4 separate regions of the Mus musculus genome follow, and regions 1, 3 and 4 are each linked to region 2. A link is a contact called in public HiChIP or PLAC-seq and promoter capture Hi-C data. All regions are on one chromosome and are shown on one strand. Each heading gives the region's core, a stretch centred on a gene start, on an enhancer-like site or on the middle of the called end of the contact. The rest is flanking DNA. Distances are from core to core; before and after follow the strand shown.

Evidence for each region. Promoter capture Hi-C pulls out the DNA fragments that hold promoters and counts their contacts. HiChIP or PLAC-seq counts read pairs in DNA pulled down with a chosen protein or histone mark.
Region 1: a contact with region 2 is called in a promoter capture Hi-C map of the C10 cell line. The contact joins the promoter of Iqcf5 here to the promoter of Tex264 in region 2. A contact is called at or near these places in 4 of 39 promoter capture datasets (the 3T3-L1 cell line, the C10 cell line, hippocampal neurons and 1 more) and 1 of 9 other capture datasets (adipose tissue).
Region 3: an H3K4me3 HiChIP or PLAC-seq map of bone marrow-derived macrophages shows a contact between it and region 2, with 3 times the contacts expected there. The contact joins the enhancer-like site here to the promoter of Tex264 in region 2. A contact is called at or near these places in 20 of 39 promoter capture datasets (the 3T3-L1 cell line, 3T3-L1-derived adipocytes, the C10 cell line and 12 more), 1 of 15 datasets of contacts at CTCF or cohesin (the NIH/3T3 cell line), 8 of 484 Hi-C or Micro-C datasets (the AML12 cell line, the C3H10T1/2 cell line, the G1E-ER4 cell line and 5 more), 19 of 115 datasets of contacts at active chromatin or transcription factors (the 230-238 cell line, the SCID.adh cell line, T-cell acute lymphoblastic leukemia and 9 more) and 3 of 9 other capture datasets (adipose tissue, liver and pancreatic islet).
Region 4: a promoter capture Hi-C map of the HPC-7 cell line shows a contact between it and region 2. The contact joins the enhancer-like site here to the promoter of Tex264 in region 2. A contact is called at or near these places in 23 of 39 promoter capture datasets (the 3T3-L1 cell line, the C10 cell line, the HPC-7 cell line and 16 more), 1 of 15 datasets of contacts at CTCF or cohesin (large pre-B cells), 57 of 484 Hi-C or Micro-C datasets (B cells, the C2C12 cell line, CD4 T cells and 34 more), 41 of 115 datasets of contacts at active chromatin or transcription factors (the 230-238 cell line, CD8 T cells, the HPC-7 cell line and 32 more) and 3 of 9 other capture datasets (adipose tissue, liver and pancreatic islet).

The regions. Positions count from the first base shown.
Region 1 is chr9:106,512,690-106,515,932 of GRCm38.p6, forward strand. It overlaps Iqcf5 (IQ motif containing F5), which reads left to right and starts at 1,884. Exons shown (of 2, transcript NM_029300.1): 1 at 1,884-1,973; 2 at 2,861-3,243. The coding sequence starts at 1,970. It also overlaps a transcript of Iqcf3 not described here.
Region 2 is chr9:106,684,364-106,687,628 of GRCm38.p6, forward strand. Tex264 (testis expressed gene 264) reads right to left here and starts at 1,589. Exons shown (of 6, transcript NM_001081654.2): 1 at 1,472-1,589; 2 at 566-632.
Region 3 is chr9:106,856,672-106,859,957 of GRCm38.p6, forward strand. Dcaf1 (DDB1 and CUL4 associated factor 1) reads left to right here. Exons shown (of 24, transcript NM_001373930.1): 14 at 1,153-2,416; 15 at 2,910-3,108. Among named protein-coding and RNA genes, the nearest start is that of Rbm15b, 29 kb to the right of the region's middle. Within about 2 kb of position 1,515, at least 13 of the 459 cell types and tissues checked have an H3K27ac peak or open chromatin away from gene starts, as enhancers often do. A contact at or near this core is called in bone marrow-derived macrophages, where this site is marked.
Region 4 is chr9:106,907,571-106,910,682 of GRCm38.p6, forward strand. It overlaps Dock3 (dedicator of cyto-kinesis 3), which reads right to left. Exons shown (of 53, transcript NM_153413.2): 47 at 846-967. Among named protein-coding and RNA genes, the nearest start is that of Manf, 17 kb to the left of the region's middle. Within about 2 kb of position 1,326, at least 73 of the 459 cell types and tissues checked have an H3K27ac peak or open chromatin away from gene starts, as enhancers often do. A contact at or near this core is called in the HPC-5 cell line, the HPC-7 cell line, LSK cells and 8 more, where this site is marked.

The sequences.
Region 1 (3,243 bases), core at 634-3,133, 170 kb before region 2:
AATTTCTATATCTTTTAATAACATATCTATTAATGGATACGGGTACAATGAGAAGCTATGGGCTATAAGCACTGCACACTTTCGTCTGTCTGGGTTGGTGAGATCAAACCCCCAGGGCCTTGCACATGAATGTGCAAAGCAAACCTTCTGTCTTCGAGCTCAGCCTAGGCCTTTCATAAGCTTGTCCCACCTCTTCAGCACCCCACCCCCACTCCCTTTTGGGCTTATCACTTCTAGGAAGAGTCTATGTCAAGTGCTGCTGGGTTTTCTTCCCCTTGACTTCCTCAACAGACATTCTCAAGTATATTTGTTTCCTACATACTATTTATAGAGGCTCGTTCTCAGCCACTTCAAAACTGGTCTTTGCCCTGTCAGTAACAGCAGCTGGTCTGTCTTGGTATGTCTGTCAACTCATTAAGAGCCAAAGAAAACCACTTGAAAACCTTCTCCCTGTTGGGAAGTTGGCTACTGATGTTTCCCCCTCGTGTCGTCAGTTCTCTGAGCAGCTTTGGAAGGCTAATAACGCTGTTTGTTTTCTCTGGACACATTTCTTCAGCTGCAGCAATCAAACTGATTTAATTAAGCACACTCCCGGGTAACAGCTTGCCTTGTTTGGTTAGCACACGACCAAGTTGGAAATTCATTTTCTTTGCAACTCCGTCATCACATTTTAGTTTTGGGAAAAGAGTCTGCTGTGCGGAGATGTGCCGCTGAAGGCTCTCATCCTTTGTGCTCACTGCTTTTCCGTGAGCTGGAAAGATGGTGGCTTGCATCATTTATTAATACTGTTTTATCTTAGTTTCTTTACATTCCATCATTAATTACTTTATACGTATGTGTGTCAGTATAGGCTGTGCATGCAGTGCCCTTGGCGGTTAGAAGAGGGTGGTGGATTGAAGTTACAGATGGTGGTGAGTTACCATGTGGCTGCTGAGAATTGAACCTGAAATGAAAAATCTTTTAAATTTAGACCCCATTAACAGGCTGGTACTTAGCATTAGTTTCCAAGTCCTGTCGCCACCTCCCCGCCCCCAAACCTGAGCCTAGCTCCAGTCTCTAGGCTAATCCCCAACAAGACCAGAGTTTCCAGGTTATTTCCCCAACAAACCTGCACTCCCAGGTTACAAGCCCACCCCCTGCCTAACGACCACCAATGCATAGGGGAGCAGAAGTTAAGTTTATGATACAGACCACAATAGCCTTCCACCTCGATGCTTGCACATGTGTTCTCTGTTTGCTGCTTACTACAAAGCCTTGCCCCGATAGATATTCGGGATCCCCCCCACACACACACCAAAACTGTCTTGCATGATGGTGGTGCACTGGGGGCTGGGGAGCATCCTTCTGTCTCCTCTACCTCTGTAGCCCTGGAGCTGCAAACATGTGCTACTGAGCCCAGTTATTTTATGCAGGTTCTGGGGATCAAAGTTTACATAGCTATCACCTTAATATCTGAACTCTCTTCCTAGTCCAAAGATGCTATTAAGAAAAGATTTATTCTTATTTTATGAGTATTTGCCTACATGTATGTCTGTGCATCACGTGTGTAGTGCTCATGGAAGCTGGGAGAGGACTTTGGGTTCTTTGGAACAGTTGTGAGCCACCATATGGATGCTGGGGACTGAACCCAGGTCCCCTGGAGCATTGCCCAGGGCTCTTAACTATTGAACCATATCTCTCTAGCCCCAAAGAAGCTTTCTGAAGGAGTAAAAACATACTGTGGGAAGCAAGTAGATTTGAGTGGTATAAAGGTGTGGGTTATGAGAATTTGTATATGGGTGTATTGGACCCTCCGGTCATAGCCAGTGACACACAACACAGGTGCTGAGAATGTTGGTTATTGGAAGCCGTCCTGGTGCCTGTGTCATAGGCACCCTTATGACGTCATCACTCCTTCCATCTACTCTGTCTGCTGGATCAGAGCTAGGAGAGCAGACCGGAGGGTGATGGGAACATCTAGCCCCTAACCATGGGTAATTTGTAGAATTCAGATCTCAGGGGGGAGGTTTAGCCATGCATGCCTATCTCAGGGGACTGAATGTTTTATAAGAGATTGATCTTTCCAGGAATGGTCAACTCACAGCCCATGTACAGTCTGCGGATGAGGCTAGCTAGGAGCGTGGCCCAATATAAAGTTGTAAACTTCCTTAAAGTGTTCTGAGGTTTATGTGTGTGATTGATTTTGTTTTGTAACTCAATCACGTGTTGTTTTTGTCTTTGCTTTGTTTTTCTTTTTCTGTGTGAACATAGAAGGTGACAAAGTAATTCACAATGTCTAAAGGTTGGATACACTTCATAGGGCTCAGTAAATGTCTCCTAGTTACCACAGGAGGGGTTTTATAACAAAGGCCATAAATAACTAGGTATAGTGGCCCACAGCTTTAATCCCAGCACTTGGAGAGGCAGAGGCAGGCAGATTTCTATGAGTTCAAGGCCAGCCTGTTACTGGACAGCCAGAGCTGCATAGTGAGACCCTGTATCTCTCTCACACACACACACACGCACACACACACATACACACACACCCCAGAAACTGAGTCTAGTTCACTTAGCACAAGGGAAAGCATTCTTGCTTTCTAATCTACTTTCTTCCCAAACACAGAAAGAAAGTTTTAAATTATTATCACAACAGTTATTATCATAACAGGTACATGTCCAGAAACTCAGATGTTAGGTTGGTGTATTCAAGCTGATTAACTGGCATGTACCACAGGAAGTTCAATTTAGCTGGTCTCCCGGGTGCATCTGTGGCCCTGCAGGGTTCTGCAGCTCTTGAACTTCCTAGATAGAGGATCGGGATTCCTGTCTGGCTCACCCTGAGCTCCCTAAGTGTCCTAAGTGGTCTGTTCTCTCTTGCAAGGCCCAGAAAAGTCTACGGCCATGACAGAAACATCTGCGGCTGTGCGCATCCAAGCATGGTGGCGTGGCACACTACTACGACGCACGTTGCTGCATGCTGCCCTCAGCGCGTGGATCATTCAGTGCTGGTGGAGAAAGATAATGATAATGTTGCAAGGGAAGAAACGGCGGATGGCTCTGGAGTTATACGCTCGAAAAACGTGGGCAATAGTCAAACTGCAGTCCTGGTTCAGGATGTGGCACATACGTCATCGATACTGTCGTTTGCTGAATGCTGTTCGCATCATCCAGGTTTATTGGCGTTGGCATAGTTGTCACACTCGTGGCTTTATTCAGGGCAACTATGAAATCAAAGAAAACCGACTGAATATTCAACTTGAGATT
Region 2 (3,265 bases), core at 339-2,838:
TCCGGTTGGTTTCATTCTTCTCTTCTCTGATAATGATCATACCAAATCTTCCACTCATTCTTGATATAGGCTAGGCACTGTCTGAACCCTGAAACTCAGCTATTTCACTAATCCTCAAGGAGAATCTAAGAAGGTAGGTACACATCAGGAAATAAGTGGTTGGAGGTCAAGATGCTTGCCCAAGGTCACATAGGTATTACACTGAGCCACCTGGACCAAAACACAGGCCATGGGAACCCAACAGTCTAACCGCCGTTCACTGACAGTTTTTCCCTCCTCTGGTTTCCAAAAAGGCACTTCATCTTTTGGCCCTCGCTTATCTCAAGGCTAGAAGCTCTCAATATCTAGGCCATAGCCTGTCTTGGGAGTGACAAGCACTGCCACACACTTCTGTTTAAGGGAACTTAGCTCCCAACCTGTCTCTTCCTTCCACTTCGCAAACTGTTCAGAAAAAGGGGGCTATGTTTCTGCCCATCCCCAGAGCTTTGGTCAGCCAAGGAAGAAGTAAGGCAAATTTCCCCACACCCAATAGAGAAAGGCGAGGACAGGGGATGGGAAGGCTCACCGAAAAAGTCAGGCTCACTTTTAGCAACTCATAGCATCCAGTCCAGCAGGGCTCCAGTACTCCGGCGCTAGGGGGGCAGAAAGGAACAGTCATCCCAGCCCTAGACACAGGCAGTGAGCAAAGCAGGCCCTGAGTAACCCTGTTCCAGGGAAAGCCCACAGAACGGGGACCCGTCTACAAACGCGCCAACCCCACCCTCAGATCGCGCGGGGGGGGGGGGGGAGTCAGGCCAAGTCCAGCTTCACAACGTCATGCCTATGATCTTCACTGGGCCCGACTACCACACTTGGCGCCAACGCAACCCCTGCTGCTGACCTTGGGCAGCGTGTGCCCTCTCTTGGGCCTCAGTTTCCACTAATGTCAGAGGTGCAGGGTAGAGATGACTTCCTTGGCCCGCAAGCGTCGGAGTAGGGACTAGGCGCAGGCTTCCGGAGGCCGCTCACGTGCGCTCTGCGGAGGGCCGGGCCCTTAAAGGGACCTGCGCCGGCGAACTTGGGTGCTAGCAGCCGGGGGGCCTTGGGGTCGCCGCTTCGTGCTGTCGGCTTCCTGCCGCCCCGGCTCGCTTCACGGCCTCCTGCACCTCTGCAACTTCAGACACGCTAAAGTTTGGAGCGGCGACGCGACGCGCGGCCACAGGCAGCGCTGCTGAAAGGTGAGGGCCCCGCCCGTTCCCCTCTAGTCCCACGGACCCCGGACGTTCCCGCACCCAGCACCGAGGCAGGATCCGCGCCGAGAGGTCAGGACCGCCTCCCCGTCGCTTTCAGGCCCGGGAAGCAGGCTGGGCCAGCAGTGAGTCAGACGCGGGGCAGAGGGCGGCTCAGGCCGCGGGGAGCAGGCGGGAGGGGATGAGGGGGAGCCCCGGCAGACACCCCGTCGGGAACGCCTCGCCTCTGGCCCCGCCCTCACCTCAGCGGCGGCCCCACGGACGCGGACGGGCGCCGGAGGAAGATAGGGGCTCAGTCGTGGAGCCTGTGTGCGCTTGCCCCTCGCGCTCGCTCCGCCCCTTTCGCGGCGGGACGTGACCGTGGCTGTGGGCGCGTGCGCTCCAGATTTGGAGGGCGGAGGCCTGCCCCGCCCCGTCTCCTTGGTAACATGCACGCCTCCCCCGCCGCCTCCCCCCCCCCCAGCTGGGTTGGGCCCACAACACACATTCCTGCTTCCAATGAAGGGGAACTCCTGAAGGTGATCAAGCAACAACCAACCAATACCCCAAGGTATCCTGGCCGACAGGGAGGGAAGGGAAGGCGCAGGGGTGAAGGCGGGCTCCAAGCACCGGGAAAGTCAGCCTGTTTGCCTGCTCCAGAAGCCCAGGAAGCCAAAGCGGGACTGAATAGTGTTTGTGCATTTTAGAGAGGATCCGCACAGCAATGTCGGCCTCTTACTAACTGAACCAGTCTTACTCTCGCCACCTTCCCTCAGAACCTTCTCAAGTCTGGCCGCTTGCTCAGGTCTTAACAGCTGAGGAAGCTATGGATAAACAAAAGATGCTCTGAACAATCTCTGGAGAATGCAAATTTAAGTGTCTTCACTCAGCCACCCATCAGGGATTCTCTGAGCATAGGGACGACCATCCCTCCATCCAACCTTTATTATGGAAACACTGAGTGAACCAAATGAAAGCCTTGGCCTCCGGAAGTTCACTCCAGGGAACACCTCTTTTCAAAGCTTCTACTTCACAGCCCTGGCTGTGGTTGCTGGGAGTTTCTACTAAGTTAATATAACTTAGGTAACTCCCAAGTCAAGGGTAAGCTCCTTCAATACAGGTTCAATCTTGAGCTAGGATCTGATGACCTATGAATCTCAAAGCACTGTACTGAGGGCACCTCCTGAGACGCCCAGATCTATGCTGGAAGTGAGGAAGGCCACTATGCTTGTAAACTTGGCTGTTTATAAATCTTGATGCCAGACAGGCTGGGCCAAGGACTATATTAGTACTTCTGACAAGATTGCTTTATGGAAAGTTGATCACCCAAAGAGCATATAAGATGACTTTGGAAAAAGCCAGCAGCCATGGGGTAACATGTGATCTTGAATGTCATCCACAAGACAAATGTCCCAATGCTGTAGACAGGCTGGTAAGAAAAAGCAGCTAGCTACTCAAAAGTCTTCAAAGTAGAGAGGGCAGGAAAGTCATTATAGCTATTTTACCGTGAACATCAAACATGGTAATGATTGGCTGCTTCGGGCAGGTGGGCTGTACACTAGATAGGGTTCTTGAGACACGAAGGGCACATGGCCCAGGTTCAGAGCACATGTTAATTCTGTCTCTCTGAAACTCATTAGCCTGTGTCAGGAAATGACTGTCAGGAGACACTCTTTCTTCATCCTGCTGTCTTGGCTCACTTCCCTTAGCCTGGGTGGGAACTCTAGAACTCAGTATCAGAGTTGCAGGTATGCCTGAGGAATGTCAGCACTCTATTGTAGGAGAGCCTGCAACTGGGAATCAGCCCACCAGACTTCATCTCCCAGTGCTTCCAACAATGCCGGCTATCAAGTGACCACCAGGGGGCAACAGACTCCTTGGCAAGGCCCTTTGTACACTCCTACCAGGTCTGAGACCGGCTCACCTTACATTCCCAGACCTCTCTCAATAGCACAGACCCCACTTAGTGTAAGCCCAGACTTAACCTTCCTCTTTCCCAGTAATCACCAACTGAGGTGCTTTAGTTCTGTGTAGACTGCCAGAGGGTATGTCCCCGG
Region 3 (3,286 bases), core at 265-2,764, 170 kb after region 2:
TCAACACACACGAATTTAAACTCAGATTCTGTATATAGGACAGGACACTTTATTTGTTTGTCTTCCTCCCATCACCCTCATCTTTTCCTTTTTTTTTAAAAAAAGATTTATTTGTTTTATGTATGTGGATTGTTGTTCTCTTCAGACACTCCAGAAGAGGGCATCAGATCCCATTACAGATGGTGTGAGACACCATGTGGTTGCTGGAAATTGAATTCAGGACCTCTAGTAGAGCAGTCAGTGCTCTTAACCGATAAGCCATCTCTCCAGCCCCTGTCTTTTCCCTTTTTAAGAGTCTTCCTTTGCCAGGTATGGTAGTGCATACTTTTAATCCCAATACTTGGGAGGCAGCGGCAGGTGGATCTCTGAGTTGGAGGTCAGCCTGGTCTACAGAGTGAGTTTTAGGACAGCTAGTGCTGTGAAGAGAGAGACTGTCTCAAAAAACAAAACAAAAAGGAAACCAATAAAATAGAACACAAAGGTCACCATTTTTCTCTTTCTTAGGCTCTGTTTTAGTTCCATTCCTTTTCTAGTGGTGAGTTGTTTTTGAGACATGTTCTTATTCTAGTCCATGCTGGCCTGGAGTTTACTTTTAGCCCAAGCTTGCCTTGAAATTGTTAGTATCTTCCTGTCTTGGCTTTCTGAATACTGACATCCTAGATATGTAAGTTTTTCTTCTGTTTCATTTTAATTCTAGATTTTATATGTGAATTATGTTATTTTATATCTTGAGATCCATCTATTTTCTTTTTTTCCTATTTACATTTTATTATTTGTTTTGTGTGTGTTCTTGCACACTCTGGTGTATGTGTGGAGGAAAAGAGGGTAACTTACTGGAGTAAGTTCTGTCCACAAATGTCAGTTCTTAGGCTTGATGCCAAGAGCTTTTTAGCCAATAAGCCATTTTGCCCACCCTGTCTGTTTTCTTGTAAAATAACATAATTTCATTTTTTTTTATTGCTGAGTAAGATTTCTTTGTGCATAAGGTTTGTCCATTTGTCTGTTGATGGATGCTTGTACTGATCCCATAACTTGGCTGTTGTTAATAGTGCACACTAAAGATAAATGTATAAACTGTTCCTGTAATATCTTGACATGAGTCTTCTAGCTATTAGTTTTATGAGGAATAATGTAATTTTTCCTATGTTATAGGTATCAGCATTATTTTGGGCGTGGCTGAGGGTGAGTTCTTTATCCATGATGCTGAAATTCAGAAGTCAGCACTTCAAATTATCATCAATTGTGTATGTGGTCCAGATAACCGAATATCCAGTATTGGCAAATTTATTTCTGGAACTCCTCGGAGAAAGCTGTCTCAGACTCCCAAGAGTAGTGAGCATACTCTGGCCAAGATGTGGAATGTGGTCCAGTCCAACAATGGCATCAAGGTGCTTCTGTCCCTGTTGTCCATCAAGATGCCCATTACAGACGCAGACCAGATCCGGGCCCTGGCCTGCAAAGCCCTTGTAGGCCTGTCTCGAAGTAGCACTGTTCGACAGATCATCAGTAAACTTCCCCTTTTTAGTAGCTGCCAGATTCAACAGCTGATGAAAGAGCCTGTGCTGCAGGATAAGCGTAGTGACCATGTCAAGTTCTGCAAATACGCTGCTGAGCTCATTGAGCGTGTATCAGGAAAGCCTCTTCTCATTGGCACTGATGTGTCTCTCGCACGACTGCAGAAAGCAGATGTTGTTGCTCAGTCGAGGATCTCCTTCCCTGAGAAAGAGCTGCTCCTGTTGATACGGAACCATCTCATTTCTAAAGGGCTTGGAGAGACAGCAACTGTGCTGACGAGAGAGGCTGACCTGCCCATGACTGCTGCCTCACATTCTTCTGCCTTCACCCCAGTGACTGCTGCTGCTTCTCCTGTCTCTCTTCCCCGGACCCCTCGGATTGCCAACGGCATTGCAAGTCGACTGGGCAGCCATGCTACTGTGGGTGCTTCTGCCCCTTCTGCTCCCCCTGCCCATCCTCCACCACGGCCCCCCCAGGGTTCATTGCCTTTGCCTGGCCCATCATATGCAGGCAATTCCCCTTTGATTGGTAGGATCAGTTTTATCAGAGAGAGGCCATCACCGTGCAATGGCAGGAAAATTCGAGTGTTGCGGCAGAAGTCGGACCATGGTGCATACAGCCAGAGCCCTGCCATAAAAAAACAATTGGATAGACATCTTCCTTCCCCACCTACGCTGGACAGTATCATCACAGAGTATCTTAGAGAGCAACATGCTCGATGCAAGAACCCCGTTGCCACCTGTCCTCCTTTTTCTCTCTTTACTCCTCATCAGTGTCCTGAACCAAAACAGAGGCGGCAAGCGCCAATAAACTTTACCTCAAGGCTAAACCGCAGGGCATCATTTCCAAAATATGGAGGGGTAGATGGCGGATGCTTTGATAGGCACCTTATCTTTAGCAGGTAAGGAGAGGTTCCCGGAATTCCTTGGGATGATTCTTTTATTTAAATCAGTGTTTGGTCAGTATCATCCCTGAGTCATTAGTTAAAGTCATTTGCTGGCCTGAAGATTAACTGAGTGTCCTTTATGTGCTGTATGAACTAATCAGTCAGTTATGGGTTATTTAGATTCTCGGCAGTAAGATCTCTTTGCTGTCGTCACAACCAGTAGGTTGTTTTAGCCATTTCTCAAACTTGCCTTTTGTGCCAGCCATGTTTCCTTCTGTGTGATTCTTTATAAATCATAGGTACAGATCATGGGTCTACACACTTTCCACAAGTCTTTTTTTCATTGAGAATTTAAACTATTGAATGTCACTCTAATGCTTTAGAATCCACTTTTTATTTGAAAGGCTTCACATTTTGAAACAAAATACCATCTAGCAAAATTTTGTGTTTCAGAGTTCCCGGACATGCTTTATTCTGATTTATGCTCTTCCCCCAACCCCTCGTTTAGATTTCGTCCGATTTCAGTATTCCGGGAAGCTAATGAAGATGAAAGTGGCTTCACCTGTTGTGCATTCTCAGCCCGGGAGCGGTTCCTGATGCTTGGCACTTGTACAGGGCAGCTGAAGCTCTACAATGTGTTTAGTGGACAGGAAGAGGCCAGCTATAACTGTCACAACTCAGCCATCACACACCTTGAACCGTCAAGGGTGAGGGTTCCTTCCTGGCTGCTCTCATTTTAAGATGGATTAACAAAGGGAACTAGAGTTAAAAGAGTCTTACCATTTATTGGACTTTATTTTAGATGAGTCGTTAACTAGAATTGATGTTGACTCATTTCAGAAGGAAAATGAGATACTTGGCCATCTTTTGATAGGGGGGGTTTAG
Region 4 (3,112 bases), core at 76-2,575, 220 kb after region 2:
ATGCTAGTGCAATCTCTTTAGAGTTAAATGGATTACAGCCATTCAGAATGAAAGCACTAGCAGTTTATCAGGAGGAATGAGAGACAGAAATGACAAGTCAAGTCCAGGATCCTATACTCTTTCTATGGAATGTTAGTCTGAACATTGCCTAACCCAGCATACACTATTTTAAGATCTGTTCTGAGAGCAGAGGCAACTTACTGATATGAAGATACTATCAAAAGAGACAGATGTAAACTATCTATGGTTACAAGTATCCCAACAACTTTCCTCTACCAACACTAGCAGGCCCTCTTCATTTGTTCCTCTTCTCATTAGCTGAGTAGCCACTCTATTGAGCTGCATGCTGGAAAATAAACGAATCTAAGAGAGAAATTCATTGCAGTAAATTTCTCTCCTAAAGCTGGCTTCCTGTCATAAAGGCTTTGAGTATTCCCACTTGAGACTGTTCAGTCATTGCTTAAATGCCACACCACTGTCATTATTCCCTTCCTTAAAAACAATCAACAGGGGCTGGTGAGATGGCTCAGTGGTTAAGAGTGCCGACTGCTCTTCTGAAGGTTCGGAGTTCAAATCCCAGCAACCACATGGTGGATCACAACCATCTGTAACGAAATCTGATGCCCTCTTCTGGAGTGTCTGAAGACAGCTACAGTGTACTTACATATAATAAATAAATAAATCTTTAAAAAAAATCAACAATCCTCATTCTCTTTGGAATCCTATCCAAAGGTACACGTGAACAAGGCCCATGCTGAGCAAGCCCTGGCCCCTGCCAATGCTCAGGAATCCTGCACCCCAGTCTTCTCTCTCTGGAGGGAACCTTCCCAGCCCTAATGCCATACCTGTGCCTGTGGGTCATCTTGATGTTCTCAGGGCTCATGGGGCTATGGGATGCCAGAACATTTCCCCGTGGGGTGCTGGTGCCTGAACATGCAGGACTTAGCTTATCCAAACCTGGAAACTCCTGTTGAGAAAGGAATGTTTGTTCATAGATAAATAAAGGTAGGAGAGATAAGTTGTCTGCTGGTAAAAATGTAAAACAAATAGACAAACAAAAAGAGAATCATATGATATACTTTTGGTTTCTTCTGGACAATATGACCTTCATTACTAAATACTCCCCTAAGCATACTGGAGCCTAGACCAGATGCTATTGAGCTCCAGGTAAACTCCACTAAGAGAGACGCATCTAGAACAGGCTGAAGTGAATCTGTGTTTCCAGGGGAGTGTTAACAGGCTTTCTTAGGTCAGAGCACACAGAGCAATAGCTGGGAGGGAGGAGTCAGCTGTCAGTCAGTGCAGACGCTTACATAAGAGCTGGTGCTGGATTTTATTGGATTGCTGAATGGCCCAGCTCTTACTGACCTGCTAAGTTTCCTGTGGCACAGTCTATAGGGAAACAGGAAACAAAGTGCTGATGTAAGTAACCGAAAGCAGCACAGCTCTATTTCAGCATAATTAAATTCTTACTAAGTACGCAGACTTCTTGGCAGCAACGGCTAATCTAACTTCCCACTGAGTGACAGAAAATATATTGGTCTCTGTCTCTGAGACAATTTTCCAGGTTTTCCTCAAGGCTTTCATAATATATGATGGACAAAGGCTCTTGTCTGCTGTGTATGTTTCTGAGCTGGACTGAGAGTAGCACATTTTCCCCTTTCTTCTTCCAAAGCAGGCATAGTGTTAAACTGTTTCTGTAATGTCACAGTATGGACCTGGATGCACATGGACAAGTACTTTGTGCCTTTGTTGTAGTGATCTGACTGCAGAGATGTGACAGGGACCTCCTGGGTGCCAAGCTCTCCATTACCTGGGCTACCAGCTGGGATGAGAAGTCTGCACAGAGCAGAGACCAGCGGTGTGTGCAGGAGCCAGCGCAATGAGGTGGAATCCCCATCAGACTCAGTAATGCTACTCAAGTCCTCACCACCACCTCGGCTTTAGGGGAAGCATATATGTTCTGCATCTCTCACGTGAAACACCGTGGAGGACTCTCCCAGGAAGGAGACATTTTGTGAGCTACAGAAATTCCTCTGGAAAGTGAGCCAGTCTCTCACACTGTGATGAACTTCTTTTGCTATTTTGCTTTTAATGCTGTCCATTCTTGCAAGGAACCAGCTGAGGCCTGCCTTGGGAGTCTGGAGGGACTAAAAGAACCACAACCCACAGCATCCAAGAACAAAGCTGGCCTGCTCAAGACTGACAAGCTTAGTGAGTGCTTGGATGGCTCAGCCTTCCCCAAGATTTTGCATCACCTGTAGAGGAACTTCTCTAGGACAGCATGGCCCACCGTCTAACAGCTATATTTATTTATATTTATTTATTTTATATTATATTTATATATATAAATATGCATACCTAATACATATTTAGTAGCTCTCAGTAAAATGAGAAGAGAGTAGTGGCAGGTCTGTAAGCAGGTGTGGGCAGGTAAAAGATAAGGCTAGAGCCTGTGATTGGGCAGTGAAAAAGGAAGGCAGGTTGAGAGTTTTAGAGATGAGACACAGAGGGACAAAGATAGGACAGGAAGAGGAGACAAGATGGAGGAGGAGGAAGAACCAAATCCGCATGGCTTGAAATAGCCACATGTAGCTATAAATATCATAGGCAAGCAATAGAACAATATAGGGCAATTTGTTCAATCTAGGTGGGCAGTTTGTGTTTATATCATTGCGTTTTGAGTTCTTTGAGTGGGAGTTTTGTGAGTTGAGAATTTACTGATATGAATCTGACTGAAGATTTACAAGCCTCTGGAGCTTTGATTTGCCTGGGCTATGGGGATTTATGATAGCTAGCCACAGGGGCTGGCTGCCTGGGATGTTTTTAATTGTTACACGCAGCATATGGCGACTTAGGTCTGGGAGCCAGAATATTTAAGAGAAAGTCTATTCTAGAAATAATTTACAATCAGCCCTGTGGTTAAAAATTGGGTAATGGTACGTGATATGAATAGGGACTTAGGAACTCAGGGCTACTTGAATCTTATCTTCAACCAACCAATACTCCATTTTTAAGATCACGCCAAGGAAAACTGATCCTGGATTACAGGCCCTGCCTGTGTGCATTAGTTCTTAGGCTAAACTTGCTATGGAGAGTAAAGAGACATGGC